4 separate regions of the Sus scrofa genome follow, and all the other regions are linked to region 1. Evidence: chromatin contacts called from public HiChIP or PLAC-seq data. All regions are on one chromosome and are shown on one strand. Each heading gives the region's core, a stretch centred on a gene start, on an enhancer-like site or on the middle of the called end of the contact. The rest is flanking DNA. Distances are from core to core; before and after follow the strand shown. Region 1 has its middle 150 kb from the start of RGMA. Region 2 has its middle 320 kb from the start of RGMA. Region 3 holds the start of RGMA (repulsive guidance molecule A). Region 4 has its middle 23 kb from the start of RGMA.

Region 1 (2,936 bases), core at 226-2,725:
AGGGCTGCAAGATGCATGACTCTCTTCTGATTGGTTGGTGGTGAGATGCACAGTCATGTCCAGGAATCTCAGTGATCAACCTTCTGATTCAAACCAGTCTGGGTCTACGTGCTTCTGCTCAGTAGTCACCATCCTCCACTTGTGGGGGTGGTGAGGATGGGGGTGGTCCTTAGACCCTGAAGAATAACTCAGAGCTATCAATCAGATTGTTATGATTTCCCTTGAGAAGAAACTGGGACTCTGTTTTAGCACTGAACTAGCATCATTACTTTTCACTATTAACTGCTTTTCATTTTTCTCTGCATTCCCTCACTTCCCTACTGAGTAACTGCCCTCACCTGCTCTTTGGAACTCAAGGAAGAACTAGGAAACTAAAGCCTTTTTCTACAAACAAGAAATGGGGGCTCTTGTATCCGAGGGGGCTCTGCAGTTTCCAGCTCAGTTTTGATTGTATGGGTTTTTTTGTTTGTTTTGTTTTGTTTTGTTTTTTTTGCTTTTTCTTTGTTTATTTGTTTTTTAGGGCCACACCCTTGGCATATGGAGGTTCCCAGGCTAGGAGTCGAATAGGAACTACAGCTGCCTGCCTATGCCACAGCCACAGCGACGCCAGATCCGAGCTGCATCTGCAACCTACACCACAGCTCACGGCAAGGCCGGATCCTTAACCCACTGAGTGAAGCCAGGGAATGAACCCGCAATCTCATGGTTCCTAGTGGGATTTATTTCTGCTGCAACGGGACAAGAACTCCTCCTGCTCAGTTTCAGTCCCCCTTCTCTTTGATTTTCCTCAATCTTGAGGGGGCAGGTGCAAGACAAGAAAGGGAATAAAGTTTTGGATAGAAAGGTTAATCATAAACTTAGCAGAGGAGCTGGTTTTCACTCTAGCACTCCATTCTCAGCCTCTGTTTTCTTCTATTTGCTTTTCCGTGTCTTCACATGGCCTTATAATGACACGAGTCACTGGACAAGGACCCACCCTGATCCAGTATGACCTCATCTTAACTATTACATCTGCAAAGACACTGTTTCCAAATAAAGTCATGTTCTGAGTTTCCAAGTGGGCGGAGCCTGTTCAACCCAGTGCAGGTGATAAACCAGAAGGAAAAAAAAAATGGCTACCAGTACAGGAACCAATAAGAGGCATAGGTCCGGCAGGTAAAAATCCAAAACCAACAGCTGTCCATGATACCACATAAGTTACCACTCATCAAACCGTCTGAACAGAAGAGATCGTAAGCAAATCGGCTGTCCCATTGCTTAGAGACAACTGTGCCTAGTTAACCACACATGGGAAATTCCAGAGAGAACCCAATGCTACAACAACCAGGAATCTCTTTTTATCAGGAATACTTCTTAGAAGCTGAGCTAAATTTGTAACAAGTCCAAAGACTGGAATTCTCTCCAGGCAAACTCACCATCTCCCAACTGTTCTGACTTTACATGTGTCTAAGATATTGCGAGCCCTCCCCCTCCAGGGAATTCAACTTCCGGTGCACAGAGCCCAGCTGTGGCTAAAAATGTAAAGTTCCTTTGCAAAGGCAAAAAGTCAACAGTTTCTGAATCTCCAGCCTCAGGAGGCATACGCCCCAACATGCCTAAACTCAACCCAACTCCTCAGAGTTACCGTCACCAAGACCCTCCCCCAGTCACGGATTTTACTTCTTTTCATCCCTGCAGAAGGAAATTCAACGTGCGATTTTTTTAGAGGAAAAAGACCTGGGGAAATTTAAGCTAAACTCCTAACAGTGGTAATCAGTCTCTGGATGGGAGGATAAAGGAGATTTTCACTGCTGTATAAATTATTTTTTAAATTAAAAAAATAATAATAGTAAAGATACTTCCAAATGAAAAACACCTCCTAGTGGTTCTGTTGAACCTACTACAGCACGTTGGCAAGCTAACAACCATGGCTTTAGGATGTCCAGTGAGGAGGAAAAAAATTCCTCCCTCAACAACAACCAAAACAAAACAAAGCAAAAAAAATTTTTTAATCTAAATGAAAAGCAAAGCAGTGGAAACAGAAAAGTGCATGTGAAAAAATTTCCAGCCAAATGACATTTTCCATTCTTATTTTCTCAAAGAAGCAAAGATTTCCCATTTGGTGCAATGATACTCCCTGGGGACCTGACACCCTGCACAGGGGACAGGGGTCTGAGGTCCCAGGTCTGACTCACAGGGTTGCCACTTCCCAGCTGTGTGACTCTAAGTCACTTTACCCATCCAGGCTCCATCTCCGCTAAAAATATCTCCCCTGTCCGACTCTATTTATATAGTTGTCATAACACTCAAATGGGTCCACCTAAGGGCAAGATCTCTGCAAACTCTATAAACATTATAGGGGATTATTATTAAAATTCCTAATTATTTAAGCCTCCGTGGAATCCTGCCAGGACCCATTCAAACACATACACAAACAAAAAGAAATCCTTTCCCTCAAAATGATGGCTTTCTCGGCTTGTTTATTTTAACCTCAGGTGTGCTGAATTCTTCTCACTTCTCAGCCCCTGGAGTGTGATCACCTCCCCCCTTGATAGTTTCCACGCTTACTATTTATGTATTCCCTCTCAGCTCCATTCCCCGTTCCCACTCGCCTCCTTCCTGCCACCAGACAACTGTTTGTTTCTATTTAACATAGCTTTTTGTACGTATTCCTTAAAAGCTGTATATATTTGCACGTTTATATCTGTAGTTTATGTAAATGGGGTTAACATGACATTTTGCTTCCTAGAGTTCTCACTATGTTCTTAAGGTCCTCTATGTTGCTGTTGTACATCAGATCTGTTTCTACTACATGTGACATTGAACTTCACGTGCGTCCTTAGGCTTTGCCAGCCTGCTCTTCTAGCTGATGGACCCCCTACCACTACAAATAACATAGCAGTGAATATCTTCGTTCAGACCCCAAGCTACTAACTGGCTCCCAAGGGATGGGCATG
Region 2 (2,936 bases), core at 139-2,638, 170 kb before region 1:
AATTAGGATCAAAGAAGATCACAAACAGGATCTTATAACTATAGTGCTTTGAGGAACACGCAATTCGTGTGACACTGAACTTCTCACAGGGCCAACCCACAGAGCTACGTGCATTTTCCACAACCAGACTTTAAGCCCTGTGGCCCTTTAGGGCTACCTTCTTTTATCATGGGCTGGGGAAAGGGCATTCCTGAGGAGTGCCAAGCAGCAGGATTCCTAGGCAGCCCAGTTGCCTTGCACTGGGAATATTCTAGAAAGAAGGAATACTGCGGAGACTCAGTGACTGAATAGTGATGACCTGACGCTGCTCCCCAGCTGGGGAAAATTGGGATGAAAGAATGAGGCGCTCCTGTCTGACCCCAGAAATTGTAAGGTTTAATAGTGAAAGGGGCCTCTTTTACTTCCCCCATTTATGACCAAACCAGTTCAAAGCTCAGACCAAGATGTTTTCAGCAAAACCCAGGTGAACCCTTTCTAGGCTAAGGCCACATGAGATTGAACTTCAGAGCGGCTCTTAAAGGGGCCTCAGCTCCTAAAGCCAAGTTCACCCACTTCACTACCTCCCTCGATCTGTCAGGCATTCTAGAAGCACTCAGCTTTCTCTAAGCTGACCCACTACAGCACAGTACACTTGGCCAAAGAGAGAGAGAGAACAGGCCATCCAAAATATCCCTGAGTGTCCCCAGCAGGCTGAATGTCTTGACCAGGAGCGGTAGAAATAACACTGGCACCTTCCTGCTTTGGCCCCGGTTTGGAGCGCGTGCTGGTGTCCACCGTACCCCATGCCAACCCAGAGCACAAGAAGGAGGGCGTGAAATTTGCAGCCTAAGTTCCCCAGGGTAACTTTTATAGCTCTGTTCTAGTAGTTACTTTTTTTTAAAGGTCAAGATTTACATGTTTATTTTGACTAGTGTTCCTTGGCCTAATCCAGATTTGGGGGGGTGGGGTGTGGAATGGGGGTTGGACAAAGAAAGAAATTGACACAAATAGATGAATAGTTTGCAAGTGAAATCTGCAACTCATTTTGGGAACTCTCCCACGAGAACCTCGCTTTATTTTATTGAAAAGGGCAAGAAAGAGTGACATTTCTGTGTGCTCAGGGAACCCAGAGAGCCAAACAGCCGGTCCCAGGGAAGAACATCTGGTTGGCGAACACAAAGGAACATAACACCTGCAAACGGCTCTGTGTTTACTCTGTGACTGGTTGTCCATTATCCTCTAAAAATATGTTTCGGGGCTGGAAACGGGCTGTTTGTGCCAAGAAAGCCTGGAGTGATAACACAGCCTGTTTACCTTGGAATTCTCCCCGTCCCACCATGGGCGGGCCCTGCTGAGGCAAGACAGCTTTGGAACATTTTTTTCTGCCTAGTGCCACTTTGCTGAAACCTCTGCAAGTTTGGAGCTAGAGACCAGAGAAAGGGCGTCGGGGGCTGAGAGTGTGGAGAAAGACTGCTGGGCTTCAGGATGTGGTTGTGATATTATTTATTCCTCTGTGATGATTTTCTGGCAGGGCTTTGGGTGTCTTAGCCTCTGGAAGGAGTTGCAAAGTATCAAAAACAACACCAAAACAAACCGTTTTAACACCCACACTTACAGGAAACTTTACCCCAGGGGCTCAGAGCACTTCTAAAAGAACAAGAAGGCCTGCCCTTGGCAGCTGTGATTGTCTGCCCCCGAGCTCAATTTATTGTCTCCTTCTTTGAAGCACTCTTGGTCTAGAATGAAGCATCATCCAAAGAGACCTCACTCAAAGCAGCCAACAGGGACCATGGCAGAAGAGTTCCCACCCAAAGGCAAAGCTCCTTGGAGCCCCAAACACAGCAGCATCACCCCCTACGGCCACCCTGAGTCCACACTGCAGCTGGAGTCTGACTGGTACAGTGTCATTGGCTTGGGGATGGTATGAAACCTAGAATGAAGAGACATATAAAGAAGTGTGTGGATAAACAGCAGAACTCACATGTATTGGGGTCTCAGCTTAAGGCCAGTCTAGGCAAATGAGCACTCTGCCTGGCTTTTCTCATATAACTAAAGAAAACAATTCTATTCTTATTTCATAAGCGAGAGAAAGAAGGCTTAGAAAGCTTAAGCAATTCTCCCAGAGTTAGGTTATTCAGTCAGATGGAAGCACTGGGGTTTCAAACCAGGTCTCTCTGGCTTTTTTTTTTTTTTTTTTTTTTTTTTCCACTACCTTACGTGGCCTGTCAAAGGCTGACATGCGTGGATTTCCTTTTGCTTCCAAATTTATTCAAAAAAGACCCAGTGTGGTGCTAAGATGCTAGTCTGGTTCTAATGTTGGAACCTGGTCTCCATTTCCTTCCTTCAGCTCCCCTGTCTCATTCTGAGAACAGGAGGAAGGTTAAGTTAGAGTGGAAGTTCAGGCTACTTTCACACAAAAATTGTGGTACATGATGGTACATTTGCTCTGTTGTTTAAGGATGTTCAGTTTGACTCTATAAACTAAGAGAAACAGGCCAATGAGGACAGAGGAAAGTAATCGATGCCAGTGGCCAGTGAGACCTATTAAACATAGATAAAGTAAGTAGAATATTCAAAGTCACACTAACTATTCATAAGGCATTCAAAACTCACCAGGCATTTAGTTGGCCACTCATTGGGAACATTCATTCCCCTCAGTTGTCTGCCTACAACACATGGATAAAAGCCAGTAGGCCAACTGGCAAGCTACAGCTGTGGCCAGGCAAATTTGCCTGTGTGTCTCATAAAAGCAGGTGTGTGTTTGCCTCAAGTATTTTCCATATGTTGACCCGCTTGTTCATTAGGAACTCTGTTCCTCCATGTAACCCCAGCAGGGAAAGGCTAATGTGTCAGAAACAGAAAGTGACAGACAGAGAGAGACTATAAGCATTGCCTACTATGGGATTCAGGGATTCTGGTCCTTTTACCCTGTTTTGTACCCACCTTAGATGCATTCA
Region 3 (2,936 bases), core at 315-2,814, 150 kb after region 1:
AGAAACCTACTCTCTGGGTGACAGTCCTTCAAAGATTCTTGTAGCATGTCTAGTACATGCCAGACACTACACTACAAGCTGGGGGTGTAGTGATGACCGCAGGCAGTTTGGTTTCTGCTGTCAAGGTGCTTACAGCCTGATGGGAGAGGCCCGCACCTACAGAAGGGTCACGCTAACCAGTGCATAATTGCAAAGTGAGATCAGTGTTAGGAAGAAAGAATGCAACGCTGGGAGAGCCATTCCCTAAGGAGGTTAGAGTTGAGTTGAAAAATTTGATAAGGGAAGAAATCTGTCGTTCACCAATTATTAGGGCTGGACATTCTCTCTCTCTCTCTCCTCTCTCTCTCTATGAGGAAACTGGGGCCCAAGAGAGCTAAAAGGCTTGCCCAAGGTCAGAGCTAATTATAGAAACCAGCAATTCCAATACCTGATCTCTTCCTGCGAAATCACATGGATTGTATTTATATCCCAGCTATAGATTATCTCAGTACCAATAAAACACAGAATATTGAGTTGAAACCACATCTCTCAAGACCACAAGCATAAATAATGATCGTGTTTTAATGTAGATGATACCTTTTTATTTTGCAAATCCAAAGAGTTCTCATCAAAATCCATGACAGCTTGTTTTCTGTAAGAATGCGAAGGCCATAACCCTGTCTGAAACGCACTGGCAAATTTCTCTAACCGAGCAATGCTAATTTGGGCGTGAGCTGTGTGTTCAGGCTGACTGCAAGCTCCAGCTGGGGTTTCAGCTCTGCACAGGGCGATTGGGTGGCTCTTTGCTGTTTCACGGCAAGAATCTTTCCCTGGACTCCCGGAAGCCTCTGGGGAATTTATCGCAACCGAAGTGTTCTCGCCAGTGTGTGCATGCGCTGCATGGTGAAACATTCTTTGGAGAAGAGAATCCACTTACAATCCGTGCGTGTGAGCGTAAAAGCGCCGCGCAGGGACAGGAAAGACTCGCGGCGGAGCACACTCTGACCCGAGGTTACCTCTGGGGAGGGGCTGATATGGGAAGGGGGATGTTATACGGTCTTCTTACTCTAGATATGCCTGGGCTGTATAAAAATTGTACACAAGGACGTATTCCTCATTTACATATTTAATACATATGTGTTAATTTTTAAAAAGAAGATTAAGCAAACATCTCAGAACAACAAAGGTGCGTCTCTGCAGAGAGTAGCAGCTTTTCTCCTGGATGTGACTGTCTATTCCAGAAACCTCAGAATATCTCGCCCTACCCATGGAACTGATGATGGAAACGTGCTCTCCAGGGCTTCGCAGCGGATGATTAGGAAAGTTGGAGGCGCCTCGAGGGTCATGGCACTTGCGGCTCGCGCCCCCCTAACCCGCATGTTTAGGGAAGTCTAGACTTGGCAGCGTGAGCAGCTCCCGACCCCAACCGCCTTAGCGGGTGCTGATGCGGGAAGGTGCGGCCGCGGCGGGGCGGGGCAATCCGAGTCGGCACCCCACGTCTCCGCTCCCGCCCGCGCCCGGCTGGCCCCGCCCGTTTCGCCCCCCGCCTGCGCCCCGGGCGCCTGGCCCGCCCCCTCCCCTCCGCGCGCAAAAGAACCTCGAGACGCCGCGCTTGGCGGCGGTTGCGGGCGGGGGCCGGGCGAGGGAGGGGGCTGGCCCGAGCCGCCCGACTCTGCAGTTGTCTCTCGAGCGCGGGCTGCGCAGCCCGAGCCTTTGGCTGGGTAAGCACTAGCCGTTCGCTCCCGGGCCGGCTCCTCCAGGCGCTCGCAGGCATGCAGCCCGGGAGCAGGCGGCGCGCCCCGGGCCGCTGCTGAGCCGGCCGGGGCGGCGGGGACCAGCGCCTGCCGAGCCCCTCCCACTTTGCCCCGGGGCCGAACAGCGGCGCCCCGGCAACCCCTCTTCGCCCGCAGCCCTGTCAGCGCCACCCCCCCGAGGGCTGCAGGGGCTCATGCAGCCGCCAAGGTAAGCGCGGGCCAGGAGCGGGGCGGACCCGGCTCTGACATCCCTGAGGCGCCGCCACCACTTGCCCGGGCTACGGCACGGCTTTGGTCTTCCCCAACCCCGCGTCTCATCTTGCTCCCATCTTGCCCAGATTTGAGCTTTGCTAAGCCTGATCGCTTTAGCTCTTGGCAGCAGCAAAGTTTTTGTGGTTTGGTATTTGCTCTTTTTTCCTAAAATGCTCTCCCCGGGCAGCCTGCAGCGCTCGTGGTTGGGCAGACCCGGCGAATGTGTGTACCACTGTGCGCGTGCTGGGAGCTCTCTTTCTCCCGCGGCCACCTCCTCATTGGGCGGTCGCTACGTCCAGCCCGCGGAGCCTGGGACAGGGAGAGCCACCGGGCTGTGCCGCTGTGAACCCGCATTGGCCCGACTCTCCCGGGCCCTCTCCTCCAGCTTCTGGCCCAACTGCCTAGCCAGCTGCAGAGCCGCTGCTCTAGGGCTTGCCCCGGGGGCATCGGCGCTGCGCACTGTTTGGGCTTGGGTCTCCAATGGTCCTTTGCCTGGGAGCGCAGGTGCGCAGGAAAGTGAGGGACTTGTGTTGAGTGCTTAAGGGATAGGAGTCGCGAGTGGCCCTGGCGTTTCTAAGTGAACAGGTGGGCCCAGAGGGCTGGGCACAGCAACAGTTACGTGCCTGGCTCAAGCAGTGGCTCATCCCAGGAACAAGCTGGGGCAGTGGGACAGGTGTATTTGGGGGGAGGACTGATGGGGACACTAGTGTGCAATTCTTGATTGCATCCTGTTAATGTAATTGCATTAGATTTGCTCGGAGGTAGAATCAATATCCCTAAATTGAGATTTTTTTTTTAATGGGCGCCTGCGAGCTGCTATTATGTAGTGTGGTTTCGGAAGGCGTTGGAATGTATTTATTTTATAAATCGGGTGTCTTGAGGACCGATTAGGGGAAATCGCGCCATCTAGCGGAAATGATACATTGAGCGTTTCTTTTAGGCCACGAAGTT
Region 4 (2,936 bases), core at 162-2,661, 130 kb after region 1:
GTTTTTTGTATTGTTTTTGGGTTTCTTCTTTTTACGGCCATGCCTGTGGCATGTGGAAGTTCCCAGGCTAGGGGTGAAATGAGAACTGCAGCAGCAGGCCTACGCCATAGCCACAGCAAAGCCAATCTGAGCTACATCTGTGACTACACTGTAGCTTGCAACAGTGCAGGATACTTAATCCACTGAACAAGGCCAGGGAGTGACCCTGCATCCTCACAGACACTGTGTCAGCTTCTTCTTCGTCATCGTCTTCTTGCTTTTTAATTTTTTTTTACTATTTATTTATTTTTACTTGTTAGGGCTGCACCTATGGCATATGGAGGTTCCCAGGCTAGGGATCAAATCAGAGCTACAGCTGCTGGCCTACACCACAGCCACAGCAACACCAGATCCGAGCCAAGTCTTCAACCTACACCACAGCTCACAGCAGCGTCAGATCCTTAACCCACTGAGACCAGGGATCAAACCTGCATCCTCATGGTTCCTAGTCAGAGTAATTAACCACCACAACCGGAACTCCTATGAGCCACGACAGGAACTCCTATGTCCAGTTCTTAACCCACTGAATCAGAGCAGGAACTCCGATAAAGTTATTTTGTAGAGTGTACCTCATTTAACTATGTTTTACATCTTTCTAAGACTTAACAAAAATATTTACAAACCAGGGGAAAAGCTCTCTCTCAATCTATGCATTTCTGATTTCTTTTTGCTCACCACAAATAAATAAGCCTCTTTTAATCTGCCCCTTATTTGTGTACTCATGTATTTATCAGTTTCTTGATTCCTCTAGAAAAATAATACATGCAACTGGCACACATTTTTAAGACCTGAAACGCAGTAAAAATGAATCTCCCACTCACCCCGTCCCCCATCTCTGTTCCCTTTCTAGAGCAATCCCCTTTATCACATTCTCATCTGCCCTCGAAGACATTTTGTAATTGGGGCATTCTATATGCACAATTTCCCTCCTGGTTTCTTTAGGACATCCTTTATCTGCCTGCCTAAAATGTTGCCTGGAGAGCCTCTGTACCAGATCCAGCCCTACTGTTTCCCATTTTTCCAGGGCCACCTATTTCTCTAACAAGAACGCCAAACATTCCAGAATGTTCTCCTCCAGCAAATCTGCCTCCTGGAACCAGCTTATCAGATTCTCTATCCCGACTGCCCCCCACCACCCCCCAATGTCCTGGCTGAATAAAAAGTAGTGTTCCATTTTCCTCTTTCTAATTTCTCTCCCTGAGTGCTCTTTGTCACAGAATGTAGATTGCTCTATTTAAAACCTGTTGGGACCCAGTGCCTGTCAAAGTTGTTGAACAGAATAAAAAGCTCTTGAGCGTGATCCAGGCCAATCCTCTATATATAGACGTGACCCTCATTTCTGTTCCAAAAAGAGCAGGAAAGACAGGGCCTGAGGTTGGAAGCTCTAACTTCCCCGGTATTGATTTTGACTTGCAGAGTGACGGAGGGGCCTGTGTGTATGTGACCTCGGATGTGCTCATCCATTATTAATACCACTTTGGAATTAAAAAGAGAAACAGACAAGCAAAAGCCACCAGAAAAGCCTAAGCAGACCGAGAACACCAATTCAAGAGAATGATTAATTATTTAGAGCTATTTAACCACAATCTTGATTCAAGGGCAACCTTTGAGTAGGGAGAAGTGAGAAGCCAGTAAGGAAATGTGGCTCTGACCCCAGGCAGCAGCAGATAACTGCTCAGGGAGCAGCAGGTTCCTGGGAATCTGCCCTTCTTTTCCTTCTTGACCTTGCAACTCCCACGGCCACCATACTTTGTCTCCCAGGAGGAAGGCTGTGGACTCCCATTTCCCCTGACCTTCCAAGAAGGTGACAAGGAGATGTCCTGGGGTGACTCATCCTGGCTGCTTCATGTCACAAGTAGCAGCTCAATGACAGGAGGAAGGCTGGCCCAAGAGTGGTCTCAGAAACCTAGGTGGGTTTGGTGTTCAGCTCCCCCACGCACTCCTGTCCTCTCACTCCAGGGTGACACTGATGGTGGAGAGGATGGCACAGCAGGAGTGACTGGGGATTATGGCTTGGAAGGCGATCCCTCTGCCGCCAGCTCTTCTAGCTGAAACTCTCTGTTTCCCAGTGCGGCTACCGTATTGTCTGTCGGGACATGCCAGGGTCCCTCCCAGTTCAAACCACGTTCCTGTCTAAACTTATGCCTTGAGATGCTGATGCCATGGGAAAGGGTTCAGGATAAACTAGGGGTAAAAGAACAGAAAATAAGGACTTGGAGTGGTGAAGTAGTCCTAATTTTAATTCCTGGACTCCTTTTGATAGAAAAGCCTGTGCAGCTCATGCATGTGCTTGTGTGTATGTTAAAATACACAGGACATTAAATACACCATTTTAACCATTTTAAAGTATACAGTTCAGTGGCATAAAGTGCATTCATGCTTTTGTGCAACCATCACCATCATCCATCTCCAGAACTATTTCATCATCCTAAACTGAAACTCTGTACCCATTAAACAGTAATTGCCCCCTGCCCCCAGCCCCCAGCAACCACCATTCTACTTTCCATCTGTGTGAATTTGACTAGTCTAAGTACCTCATGCATGTGGAACTATACAATAATTGCCATTTTGTGACTGCCTTATTTCACTCAGCTTAATGTCCTCAAAGTCCATCTATGCTCTAGCACGTGTCAGAATGTCCTTCCTTTTTTTTTTTTTTTTTTTTTTTTTTGTCTTTTTAGGGCCGTACCCACGGCATATGGAGTTTCCCAGGCTAGGGGTCGCATCAGAGCTGCAGCTGCCAGCCTATATCATGGCAATGCCAGATCCTTAACCCACTGAGCAAGGCCAGGGATCGAACCCGCAACCTCATGGTTCCTAGTCAGATTCATTTCCACTGCACCACGACGGGAACTCCATGTCCTTCCTTTTTAAGAATGAATAATATCCCATTATAG

The links. HiChIP or PLAC-seq counts read pairs in DNA pulled down with a chosen protein or histone mark.
Region 2: an H3K27ac HiChIP or PLAC-seq map of skeletal muscle shows a contact between it and region 1. The contact joins two enhancer-like sites. A contact is called at or near these places in 2 of 47 Hi-C or Micro-C datasets (epiblast stem cells and heart right ventricle) and 1 of 2 datasets of contacts at active chromatin or transcription factors (skeletal muscle).
Region 3: a contact with region 1 is called in an H3K27ac HiChIP or PLAC-seq map of skeletal muscle, with 4 times the contacts expected there. The contact joins the promoter of RGMA here to the enhancer-like site in region 1. A contact is called at or near these places in 1 of 5 promoter capture datasets (skeletal muscle), 7 of 47 Hi-C or Micro-C datasets (embryonic fibroblasts, fetal heart ventricle, fetal skeletal muscle and 3 more) and 1 of 2 datasets of contacts at active chromatin or transcription factors (skeletal muscle).
Region 4: an H3K27ac HiChIP or PLAC-seq map of skeletal muscle shows a contact between it and region 1. The contact joins two enhancer-like sites. A contact is called at or near these places in 1 of 47 Hi-C or Micro-C datasets (heart right ventricle) and 1 of 2 datasets of contacts at active chromatin or transcription factors (skeletal muscle).

What each region holds. Positions count from the first base shown.
Region 1 is chr7:85,766,571-85,769,506 of Sscrofa11.1, forward strand. No RefSeq gene overlaps it. Among named protein-coding and RNA genes, the nearest start is that of RGMA, 150 kb to the right of the region's middle. Within about 2 kb of position 1,476, at least 10 of the 83 cell types and tissues checked have an H3K27ac peak or open chromatin away from gene starts, as enhancers often do. A contact at or near this core is called in fetal skeletal muscle and skeletal muscle, where this site is marked.
Region 2 is chr7:85,596,488-85,599,423 of Sscrofa11.1, forward strand. No RefSeq gene overlaps it. Among named protein-coding and RNA genes, the nearest start is that of RGMA, 320 kb to the right of the region's middle. Within about 2 kb of position 1,389, at least 20 of the 83 cell types and tissues checked have an H3K27ac peak or open chromatin away from gene starts, as enhancers often do. A contact at or near this core is called in skeletal muscle, where this site is marked.
Region 3 is chr7:85,919,960-85,922,895 of Sscrofa11.1, forward strand. It overlaps RGMA (repulsive guidance molecule A), which reads left to right and starts at 1,565. Exons shown (of 4, transcript XM_001924865.4): 1 at 1,565-1,941. The coding sequence starts at 1,928.
Region 4 is chr7:85,897,155-85,900,090 of Sscrofa11.1, forward strand. No RefSeq gene overlaps it. Among named protein-coding and RNA genes, the nearest start is that of RGMA, 23 kb to the right of the region's middle. Within about 2 kb of position 1,412, at least 3 of the 83 cell types and tissues checked have an H3K27ac peak or open chromatin away from gene starts, as enhancers often do. A contact at or near this core is called in skeletal muscle, where this site is marked.